Regions from separate parts of the Sus scrofa genome. Here regions 1, 2 and 4 are each linked to region 3. A link is a contact called in public Hi-C and HiChIP or PLAC-seq data. All regions are on one chromosome and are shown on one strand. Each heading gives the region's core, a stretch centred on a gene start, on an enhancer-like site or on the middle of the called end of the contact. The rest is flanking DNA. Distances are from core to core; before and after follow the strand shown. Region 1 holds the start of SEC13 (protein SEC13 homolog). Region 2 holds the start of IL17RC (interleukin-17 receptor C). Region 3 holds the start of BRK1 (protein BRICK1). Region 4 holds the start of JAGN1 (protein jagunal homolog 1).

The links. A called contact is a pair of places that touch in the nucleus more often than the background predicts. HiChIP or PLAC-seq counts read pairs in DNA pulled down with a chosen protein or histone mark.
Region 1: a contact with region 3 is called in a Hi-C map of liver, with 7 times the contacts expected there. The contact joins the promoter of SEC13 here to the promoter of BRK1 in region 3. A contact is called at or near these places in 1 of 47 Hi-C or Micro-C datasets (liver) and 1 of 2 datasets of contacts at active chromatin or transcription factors (alveolar macrophages).
Region 2: a contact with region 3 is called in an H3K27ac HiChIP or PLAC-seq map of alveolar macrophages. The contact joins the promoter of IL17RC here to the promoter of BRK1 in region 3. A contact is called at or near these places in 1 of 47 Hi-C or Micro-C datasets (skeletal muscle) and 1 of 2 datasets of contacts at active chromatin or transcription factors (alveolar macrophages).
Region 4: a contact with region 3 is called in a Hi-C map of liver, with 4 times the contacts expected there. The contact joins the promoter of JAGN1 here to the promoter of BRK1 in region 3. A contact is called at or near these places in 4 of 47 Hi-C or Micro-C datasets (heart right ventricle, liver, mesenchymal stem cells and 1 more) and 1 of 2 datasets of contacts at active chromatin or transcription factors (alveolar macrophages).

The regions. Positions count from the first base shown.
Region 1 is chr13:66,523,134-66,525,833 of Sscrofa11.1, reverse strand. It overlaps SEC13 (protein SEC13 homolog), which reads left to right and starts at 1,423. Exons shown (of 9, transcript XM_021069320.1): 1 at 1,423-1,555. The coding sequence starts at 1,553.
Region 2 is chr13:66,178,003-66,180,931 of Sscrofa11.1, reverse strand. It overlaps IL17RC (interleukin-17 receptor C), which reads right to left and starts at 1,634. Exons shown (of 13, transcript XM_021069809.1): 1 at 1,533-1,634; 2 at 857-935; 3 at 675-711; 4 at 397-469. The coding sequence starts at 1,634.
Region 3 is chr13:66,314,009-66,316,857 of Sscrofa11.1, reverse strand. It overlaps BRK1 (protein BRICK1), which reads right to left and starts at 1,420. Exons shown (of 3, transcript XM_003132361.5): 1 at 1,143-1,420. The coding sequence starts at 1,344.
Region 4 is chr13:66,153,491-66,156,190 of Sscrofa11.1, reverse strand. JAGN1 (protein jagunal homolog 1) reads right to left here and starts at 1,336. Exons shown (of 8, transcript XM_021069312.1): 1 at 337-1,336. The coding sequence starts at 425.

The DNA.
Region 1 (2,700 bases), core at 174-2,673, 210 kb before region 3:
TTTCCAGTGGAGGTATTATTACAATTCCCACTTGACCAAAGAGGAGACAGCAGCTCAGAGAAGTGAAGGGTGTGCCCACCTCTTAAGTAGGAGAAACAGTATTGATACCTAGTCTTATGCCAGAATCAGCACTCAAAACCTTACAGTTCCACCAGCAAATACCTTAATGAATAAGATAGAGTTGCACCATTTGTCCCAAATCCCCAATCTTTCCACACCAGGGAATTCCTTTAATAACAACTATGCTCCATGCATTGTATTTGTATTATAGCTAATGAGTCATTGTCCCCATTTTCAACTTGAGGAAAGAGAGGCTCGGAAAGAAGTAATATGACTTCATCATCCAGAGAATCAGTAATACAGCTACAGATCCGAGACCAGAGCCTACCCTTAAAAAACAGGCGACCCAAGAGGCCCTCCCCCTTTGTTCCCTGCAATATTTCTCCATTAGAGGGAAATTAAGGGTCTTGAACACTGAAGTGGGGGTGGGGGAGGAGTTACTGCTCCGAGGTCCAGCCCTGAGTTCTGTAAGACCCGACTACTCAACCCCTTCTCCAAAGCCCCTTGATAGTCTGGGTCTATTGCACTCTGAGCCTTAATTAAACTTCATCCCTCCAACAGTGACCGTTTCCTGCTAGGACTCTTCCTTCCAATTTCAGGAGAGGAAACTGAGTGATTCTGACTCACCCAACTGGTGCCTAGGCTCCATTCTAAGTCACTGGATTCCTTAAAGCCATGAGGAGCCCAGAGCTGCCAGACCATGTGTGGCTGAGGGGAGATCCCAGGCTCTGTCCAGCTGTACAGCCAGTGGGAAGCCAGAGACCTAGGGTTTGGGGAAGCTGGGGGTTGTCTCCTGGGCTCTTGCTGCCTGAGCCTGGCTGAGATCTCTCCTTGCCTGGAAAATCTATCTGGTGGGCCTGACTCACAGGATCCCAGAGCCGTGAGGAACAGGCAGCTTGGAGGTCTGTGTCTTCCAGCTTGGAGAGGGCCTGGCGAGAGGCTCAGCCTCTGGTAGGGGGTTATTCCCTGGCCTTCTCTGTCCCTGGTCCCAACCTTGGGGTCTGTGGAGAGACCAACAACAAGGAAGTACTAGGACCGGTCTACCCATTACCTCAAAAATTAATCCCCCTACAATGTTCAACATAAGGCCAGTGGCACCCAAAACCGCAGAGAAGTGGGTGAAGGTGTAGTTATGTATGAGTCCTTTTTCTTAAATGTGTGGATCTCAGGAAAAGGGAAGAGTTGGCAGAGAGAAGAGAGACTAGACCTTCAAATTCCAAGTCCCCAGATCCTGGTCGCAGTGGAAAGGAGAGTCCCGCCCCTTTACGTCTTGCGCAATCTGCACCGAGAAGGAGTGGGGCCAGGGGAGAGCTTGGCACCGCCCCTGAAAGGCCCGGAACCTTTGTGCGAGCGGAGCGTGCTGCTACCCGGAGGCTCCCTCTAGGTGCCCGAAGGCCGGCCAGCCCGGCGCCGGAAGTGAGCTGTTCCCGGGCGCCGCCGGGTCCTGCCACGTCCGAGGCCTGGAGCCGCCACCACCTCTGCTGTTGCCACCATGGTGAGTGCTGGGGACAGAGTCGCCGAGGGGGCTTTCGGCCGCGGCCTCTCGGATTCCTCGTTGCAGGGAGGTTGAAGCCCCGGACTGGGGCCATTCAGCTCTCCGTTACCGCTTCGGGTTTGGAGGGCCGCAGCCCTACAGGTCTGAACGTTTTGGAGGCAGAGGCCGGGGGAAGGCTAAGCGGAGGCCGCGGAACCCTCCGGAACGCTTCGGCCCCCGCTGCTGCTGCGTCTCCTGCTCCTTGCTTTCCTTCTTGTTCTCCAACAATGGGAAAAAAAACCCATAATACCTTAGGAGGTACTGTATCCTGAGCCCTTGGTAGGTTCCAAGCAGTGTTCCTAATCTCAGTCGGCTAACAGCTCCGTGAAGTCGGTGTTGTTATTATCGACCCTTGACAAATACGGAAGCTAGAGGTTCAGGGAGGTGAAGCTTTTTGAGCAGCGAGTGGCAGAGCTGAGATTCAAACCCTCGAAACCATTACTTTCCCCCTCCTCCCTTCCCAGCAGAGGTGTTTATGGAGTAGCTGCCTGGCCCAGGGCCCGGAGGTGTGATGGGCATTTTAGGAAACTGATGTAAAGATGAACTGAATGGCTCTCTGAGGCAGGGGCTCAGGTGTTTAAACGTCTGTGGTGCACAGTGTACATTGACTCTGCACTTATTCATCCAGTGAATGACCGCCAGCGGGAACTAATGAATGGAAGCAAATAGCCTGAGCCTGGCACAGAGTGAGGGTTCAGTAAAACATTGCTCTCAGGAAAATGGGCGTGCCTGGGGTTTTGAGGAAACCCAGGTGGTCCCAGGAGTCAGGACGCTGGCTTTGGTTCTTGCTCTGCAGGGGACCAGGTTTTAAATTACTCGGGGGTTTTTTGGCCTCTGATTCTTCAGCTGATGAGTAGAGTTGGGGGTCTCTTATGCCCTGACACTCAGCTCTTTCTAATTGAGTTTTTAAGTCATTAATTCTGAAAAGCTGATTGTTTTTGAGGGCCGTCTCTTATTAATGAAACCAGACGACTTGAGGTGCTCAGGAGGAAGGGCTTTTTTTAAAAAAAAAAAAAAAGGAGCTTAAAAAACAACAACAAAAAAAACTACACTTGTTCAGAAGCATGATTGGTGGGTGAGAGTGATTCAGAATAAATGCTAGTTAT
Region 2 (2,929 bases), core at 385-2,884, 140 kb after region 3:
GTCCCCAGGCTAGGGGTCTAATTGGAGCTGGAGCCACTGCCTACACCAGAGCCACAGCAAGCCAGTCTGAGCCGCATCTGTGACCTACACCATAGCTCACGCAACGCGGATCCTTAACCCACTGAGCAAGGCCAGGATCGAACCTCAACCTCATGGTTCCTAGTCATTATTAACCACTGACCACACGGTGAACTCCAAGGTAGACTATTCTATTCCCACTTTACAGAAGGAAACTGAGGCATAAAAGGTGGAAAGGACTTGCCCACAGCCCTGCCAGAATCAGGACTAAGAAATGCATGTGAAAGTGCTTCATGAATTCATGGTTAGAAGGCTGTTATTGTTATTATTATTTTGCATACCACAGACTGACCAGGCTTGCACAAGGGCAGCAGGCACTTGCACCTCCAGCAGGACGCAGCGGGCAGTAGGGTAGGCCTGGAAGGACAGCACCACATGGGCCTGAGAGAGGCTGTGAGCAACAGGGCAGGTGTCAGTCAAGGCCAGGGGCCCGGGGCAAGGCTCTGATGAGGGCAGTTGGGCCAGTGAGGTTCTCTTCACCATTCCTAGGATCCTCTAGCCCTGGGTCAGGTGTTCTTCCAAACTCCTCTTCATCTGCAGGGTTTCTTCCCAGGACCCTGGAAGCGACCCGGAGAGCAAAGGCTCAGGACTGGTACCCGCTCTGGCTTTGGCTTCCTTCCAAGAAGCCCAGTGCTAGGAAACAAAGGCCAGGCCTGGGGGATGGACCTGGCTAACATGGGGGTCTGTTGGACAGGTGTGCCTCAGGAGAATGCTGAGGATGCCTGAGAATGCCTGATAGACACCCTGGTCCCCATGCCCATCCCACCCATAGGCTCACCATGCACAGCCAAGTGGACAGCCACACGCACACAGAGGTCGCAGTCGGTCTCCTTGTGGCACCTTAGCACCAGTTCTGTCTGCAGGAGTGTGGGCACCAGAACAGGGCCTGGGGCAGACACAATGCCCCCAGGCAGGCACAGCACGTCACCATCTGTGCATGAAGGGTAGGGTGGGAGCTGAAGCTGTGCAGACCCACAGTCTGATTGCACCTGACACCCCCAGAGGGCCAAGGGGCTTTGGGCTCTTCCTGGGTTGAGGGCGGGAGGTAAGGGCCCAGGACTGAACAGCTCCCCTCCCTTTTGCCAACCTGGGATGGTCTTTTCTCTCTAAAAGTAGCTCTACTCACCCCAGAGATGGCAGAAAGGCCCTAGGAAGGAGGTAAAGATGAATCAGAGTTTATGAGCTCAAATCTAACCATTCTTTCCTGGCTTGGGTCCCCAACTCGCCCCCTCCATCCCCGTTCTTCTGGGGCTCCCTTTCCAAGTCCCTCCCAGAAAAAAGACAAGACCGAGTTTTTTGCCCCCCTCCCCATTCTTCTCTTACCCCATCAGCACCCGACAGACCAGCCAGGGCAGTTCTGACAGTGATGGCAGTGACAGGAGCCAGGCTAGGGCCTTAACGGCCGCAGGCTGAACCCTGAGCCTTCCTCAACCCTCTGGGGGCCCCAGACTCACCGGAGAGCAGCGGGCAGCGTCCTGAGCCCCAAACCTCTCTAGAGAGAGGACCACAGGGTTTCGGCCCAGTGCCAAGGACAGAAGGAACCAGGGCACAGGCATCTTCCAGGTGCCAGGCAGCACCCAGGCCTGAGGCCCTGTCCTGCCCCCCCAAGGGGGGGCAGACACCACACCTCTGCTCCCACTCAGCCCTGCGCCTGTGGGCAGGAGGGCCAGATCCCTCCCCGGCCTTGGGTCAGCGCTGGCTCTCCTCTCCCGGAGTCCTGACTCCTGTCCCAGCCAGAGTGCTTTCGTTTGGCTCCCGGCAGGCAGCCGGCTGTTCCCGCCCGCCCTGTCCCTCCACCAACACCAGGCCTGGGAGCCAGCAGCCCTGAACTGGAGTGGCAGCCTCACCCCCTCCCTCTTTTCCCCTCCTCCTTCTCTGCTGACACCTGGCTGGGAGGGCTGCCTGGAGAGGCGGTGGCCTCAAGGCTGAGTAAGGGAGCTCTTACTCACGCTGGGATCCCTAAGGAGAGGGCTCCACAGAGGGGCCCCAGACCCAGGGCAATCCTGGGCATTTCCCCTTCCCATGTGACTCTGGGATCTTGGTGCCCACTAGGTCCCTTGCGACTGGGTACCTAGGACCCTTCACACATTCTCCTCATTGCGGAACAGGAGCTCTAACGACAGGGCCAAGGGGCACCAGAAAGTGGGCTTTTCACCACTTCCTGCCTATGCTCAACTGTGGTGTGGGGAGAAGGAATCCAGTACCCAGAGCCAGGAGGACACCGTCCTATTTGTGCTGATGCCATGGGCTGGAGGCACAACATGGGACTCACGTCACATTTCTGAACCTGAGATTTCCTCTCTTCTTTCTGAAGAATCACAGCTCCTTGTTTCTTAGTTTATCCAAAATGTCCACCTTTATTCATCTTCCTCTATCTTGGTTTCCAATGTCCCACCTCTACCCTGGTCATCCAGGGCCAAAGCCCCTTTCCTGGATCCAGAACCCTCCTCCCTCCACTCTGGGCAGGGCCGGTTTGAGAAAGGGGATCCCCAGCATCCAAACGCTTTTCTGTTCCCCCACCCCTCTGGAGCCACCTTCCACTCAGAACTGCCATGGGCCTGCCTCCCTCCCGAGTCTCAACATCTCTGGCCTGGACTGGAGCACAGGCAACTACTCTCTTTCTGGGATTCTGGAGAGAGGAAGTGGATGACTCCCCACCCACATCAGGCTGGGGTCGGGGAGTTCTCCGGAAAGAGTGACTCTCTCCTTGGGGCTTCTGAGGAAGCCAGACAGTGGGAAAGGGCGGGCAGTGAGTGAGTGCTCTGTCCAGCTGGGGGCAGAGTAAGGCTTTTTTGCCAGTCGTGCGGTGAAGGAGCCCTCAAGATCCAGGTGAGAAACCTGATTCAGGGTT
Region 3 (2,849 bases), core at 171-2,670:
CAGATCTTTAAATTACTGAGTGTGGCCAAGAATCAAACACAGGTCCTCATGGATACTAGTCAGGTTTGTTACTGCCGAGCAACAAGGGGAATTCCTATATGTAAATATATTAAATCAGAAACAATGTTCTGCTTTGCTCTGATGTCATTATTTCATCTTCAAAATAGAAATCACTTAATTGTAGGAAATGGTTCTTATTCTGTCTTCCCCACAGAGACTGAGAAAGAGCCTTGTACTCAGATCTAGTTTGTCTTGCTGATGCTTTTGGACAAATCTCTTGCTGTCACCTTTATACACTCCTTTGGACTTCTCTTAGCAAGAAAATAATTCCTTTTTAAGTCTTTTTAAATTTATCAGTTTCCCCTACTTAATCGCTTAATGTTGCTGAATTAGTGGGCCAGAAGCACAACTGGAAAAAGATCACTAGATGTCATCCCCACACCTTGTGATGACATAAAAAGTTTACCCAGTGCCCGGTTCTTTCAAAGTAACACTCGGAGAACAAGAGTCAGGAGTCTCTGCTGCAGGGTGTAGCACAAGGATAGGAAACAACGCGGAAGGAACTTTAAGACTGTCACGGACAGGTCATGCCAAGGAAAGATTTTGCTAGAAGCAGACAACACCCACTGTGGTCTAGATACTAGCGATGCAGAGATGTCCCTGGCCGGACGCGATGTGGGCCCTCCTCCGCTCTCATCTACCACTCTGCACAGCACACGCCGAGACAGGAAAGGACCGACAGGAGGGGCGACTAACAGGCTCGACGCTAAAGGGCTTCTGGACAGCGCTCTCTGAGCACCAAGTGACGACTGAAACGAAGCACAAAAGAAGGGAGACGCCTGAAGAGAAGGAAAGATTCAGGCGATGGATGGGGCTGTCTGACACGTCCGGGAAAGGAACGGACTTGTTACTGGATGCGGGGGGAAGGCAATGAAGCCGATGAGCTCAGCGTGGGGCAGGATAACCCCACAGGGAATGATCAGTGGAGGCCGGGGGTCAGAGCGAGAGGGGAAAAGTGCGGCCTGAAGGCGGAAGCAAACACCAGCAGGAGCCCACGGCTCCCAGAACCCGCGTCAAAGCTTCTCAGCGCCCTCCCTAGGCGGGCCCCCCTCCTCCCTGCCTCCCCCTGCTCGCCCGCTGACCAAACGAGTTGAGAAAGTCTGCGATTTTCTTGATGCTGCTGGTGATGACTTCAATGTACTCCCGGTTCGCCCAATCCTGGTGAATCTCCCGCTGCACGGGATCCTCTTGGCCTGCCATGGCTGCAGCTGAAGGAAGCGCGACTGCGCACGCGCCTCGACCCTCCAGGCCTCCAGTGCGCCGACGCAGCCAGCCCACGCCCATGCTCGGTTGGCCACAAATCCACAGGCTTCGTGATGCGCCTGCGCATTGTCAAGTCCCCGCCAGCGTCTTCGCTCTTCTCCCACACCCCGGAAAACGGTGGCCGCAAAACCGGCTTGGAGAATGGAGTGCGCACGCACTCAGAGCCCCCCCCGTCCCCCCTCAGTCACTGGCAGTTTTGGTCGTTAGGGGGCGCGTGAGCCCGCATCAACCCTAACTTCAGGCGCTCCAAACTGAGATCTCTGACCACAATAAGCTGGGCAATGCCAATTAAACCACAGAAAACACAAGTCATTTCAAAAATGCCTTTTAACAACACATGATGCCCACCTTGCATTTATCAAATGAACAAAAGGTTATTTTTTTAAACTATAATACTTAGAGATGAAGAGGCTGGCTGAAGGGAAATGGGAAAATTAGTAAATAGCTGGTCATACTGTAAGCTGGCAAGATCTATTCAGAAGGAAATTTAATAAAGTCATTGGTGGAGTTCCCGTTGTGGCTCAGCCGTAAGGAACATGACTAGTATCCATGACGTGGATTCCATCCCTGGCACTAGCTCAGTGGGTTAGATAGAGCTGCAGAGTCTTTGATCTGATGGCTGTGGTCCAGGCTGGCAGCTTACAGCTTTGATTCGACCCCTAGCCTGGGAAGTCCACATGCCTTGGGATGCGGCCCAAAAAAGACAAAAAAGAAGAGCTCATTGGAAAAGAGAAAACACTTTGAGCACAATGTTCTTAAAGGCATCATTCATTTAAAAAAACAAATCTCAACTGTTGGGGAATGGCTAAATATCAGTATAGTCACTTAGAGCAATATTATGAGGTCATTTAAATGTCAATTATGGCAACAGAACACACATGCTAAAGTGAAGAAGAAAACAAAATACAAAATTTTTTCTTTTCTTTTTTTTTGGTGGGGGAGCCCGCACCCCTGGCATATGGAGGTTTCCAGACTAGGGGGTCTAATCAGAGCTGTAGCTGCCAGCCTATGCCACAGCAATGCCAGATCAAAGCAGCGTCTGCAAACCTACACCACAGCTCACGGCAACAATGGATCCTTGACCCGGTGAGCAAGGCCAGGGATCTAACCCGAAACTTCATGGTTCCTAGTCGGATTCGTTTCTAATGTGCCACGATGGGAATTCCTTTTTCTTTTTCTTTTTTAACAATTTTAAAAAATATTTTGTCTTTATTTATTTAGTCTTTCTGCCATTTCTTGGGTCGCTCCCACGGCATATGGAGGTTCACGAGGCTAGCGGTCGAATCCGAGCTGTAGCTGCCAGCCTACGCCAGTGCCACAGCAACATGGGATCCGAGCGGCGTCTGCAACCTACACCACAGCTCACAGCAACACCGGATTGTTAACCCACTGAGCGAGGCCAAGAACCGAAGCCGCAACCTCATGGTTCCTAGTCGGATTCGTTAACCACTGCGCCACGATGGGAACTGTCTTTATTTTATATAATGATATTTTTTCCATTATAGCTGGTTTACAGAGTTCTGTCA
Region 4 (2,700 bases), core at 87-2,586, 160 kb after region 3:
GGGCTGTTATGCTACGTCCTTTACGCTAATTGTTGCCTCATTAATTCACCAATATCAAAATGGCAGATTAAATTTCCCTTGCCAGATGAGAAAACTGAGGCTCAATTAGAAATTCTGTTCCCGAGGGCGGAGAGCCAGGCCAGCATCGCAGTGGAGCGGGCCGGACCCCTCGAGGCACAGGGGGATCAAAGGTGGAGCTCAGAGGAGCAAGGGGGCTTCTCGAGATTGGGGACCGGTTCCGGGTTGTCCTAGAAGGAGGGACTTGGCAGGTGCGCGGGGGCTGCCTGGGAAGCAAGATCCTGAGGCCTGGCCCGCAGATCTAGCCTCACTTCATACCTCATCTGGTAGTGCATGGCGACGCGCTCCCGGTGCTGAAAGTCGCTGCCGTCGGTGCCAGCCGCTCGCGGGCCTGCCCGAGACGCCATTGTCCCCACCCAGAACCCAGGAGCCCGTCACACCGACCCGCTGTCACGACTACCACGCCAAGCGGCCCACGGACGCCGTTCGCGCCACCTCAGCTCAGCCAACCCAAGAGCCTGGGGTTTCGCGAGGACAACTTCCGGCCTGTCTGTCCCTGGAGGACCGACTCTGTGGTCATTCCCCTGTGCAAGCGCACGCGCAGGAGAACACGTACGCACGCGCGCGCTCTCGGCCCCGCCCCAGCAGTCTCTCCCCGCACTTTGCCCCGTGCAGAATATTAATTCACAGCACATGTATATTTTTGCCAAGGTCTTGCTGATTCTCCAGCCTCTCCAGCACTTTCACTTCTTAAACTCTCACTCAAGTTTAAGATGTCTCAGTCCCCACTTCACAGATTGGGGAAACTTATTCCTGGAAAAGATATGTGACTTTCTCAAGAGCATACATCTTCCATCCTGTCTTAAAGTATCTCCCCACAGATTACTTAATCATTGCAAAGAGGAAACGGTAACTTCACAGGAGATATCGGGAGAAGGCACAGGAGAAACCTGGCATGCATCCCCTTAACTAAGTAAGCAAATTAACTTGACCGGAAGTGAGACAAACTGAATCTTTCTGCCTCCTGATAAAGCTGAGGACACAGCATCACTTTTGTGATGTGCATGCCCAAAATACTCAGCCTGAATCTATCATGAAGAGATGACAGATAAACTCAAATTGAAAGACATTCTGCAAAATAACTGGACTGTGCTTTCTTTAAAATGTCAAGGCCATGAGAAAAAGAAATTAGGTAGAAGTAGAAAGCAGGGCAGTGGCTGCAGGGCTAGAGGAAAGAAGGAATGGAGACTTGTTCAGTGGGTACAGAGATGAAAAGGAGATGAAAAAGTTCTGGAGATCAGTGTGGTAAGGGTTGCACAACAGTGTGAATATACTTAATGCCAGTAAACTGTACACTTAAAAATGATTACTTTTAGAAGTTCCCATTGTGGCTCAGCAGAAACAAATCTGACTAGCATCCATGAGGAAGTAGGTTTGACCCCTGGCCTTGTTCAGTGGGTTAAGGATCTGGTGTTGCTGTGAGTTGAAGAGTAGGTTGTATACACAGCTTGGATCCAGCATGGATGTGGCTGTGGCTGTGGAGTAGGCCAGCAGCTACAGCTTGGATTCGACCTCTAGCATGGGACCCTCCATATGCTGTGGGTGCAGCCCTAAAAAGACAAAAATTGTTACTTTTATGTTATGTGCATTTTACCACAATAAAACACAAATAAGAACATTTCAAAATTGTTACCCGAAAAACTAAACCATTTTTCCATGTGTTTTGAGTCATTTAGATTTCCTTTCCCTGAACTATGTTCCTATTCTTTGTTTTGTCTTTTGTCTTTTAGAGCGAACCTGTGGCTTATGGAGGTTCCCAGGCTAGGAGTCAAATCAGAGCTGTAGCCACTGGCGTACACCACAGTTTATGGCAACGCCAGATCCTTAACCCACTGAGTGAGGCCAGGGATGGAACCTGCAACCTCATGTTCCTAGTTGGATTTGTTTCCGCTGTGCATGATGGGAACTCCCATATTCTTTGTTGTTTGTGTACTGCATTGCTGGTCTTGTTTGTTTTTGTTTTAAATGGCTGCACTCAGGCTAGGGATTGAATACCCCTACACACAGCTGCGGCAACACCAGATCCTTAACCCACTGCACTGGGCAGGGATCCAACCTGAGCCACCTCAGAGACAGCATTGGATATTTAACCCACTGTGCCACAGTGGGAACTCCCAGAAAAGTTTTTTAAATGTGGTTGAATATACAGTCTTTTCTTTTTGGCTTCTCAATTTTTATTCATAACTAGAGTCCTTCTCTACTCCAAGGTATCTCAAATGATTTTATGCATTTGGCATTTGATGATCATGCTCAGACATCTGAGCTCCTCAAAGAGAGGTGTAAGAACCAAGTTACTAGCCCATGTGTCTGGCACAGGGTAAAAGCTCAACATGATTGCTGGATATATACATTCCAAGTGAGCCCAAACCATCCTCTTCTCCTAAGCACTGTGAAGAATCCTCAGGTTGACAGAACCATCCTCGACACTCCCCAATCCTACCACAGACACTCTCTGGCTTTAGCTTGTACTTATCTCTGTCTTTTCTGTGTGTGATTTCCATGATGTTCGTCAGGGCCAGACTGCTTCTGAGTCATCACTGGCTTATCATGAGACTCTTAAGCACAGTGGATGCTCAATAAATGTTTGAGCATGAATGTCCACGGGAGGGGTCCCAACCCTTT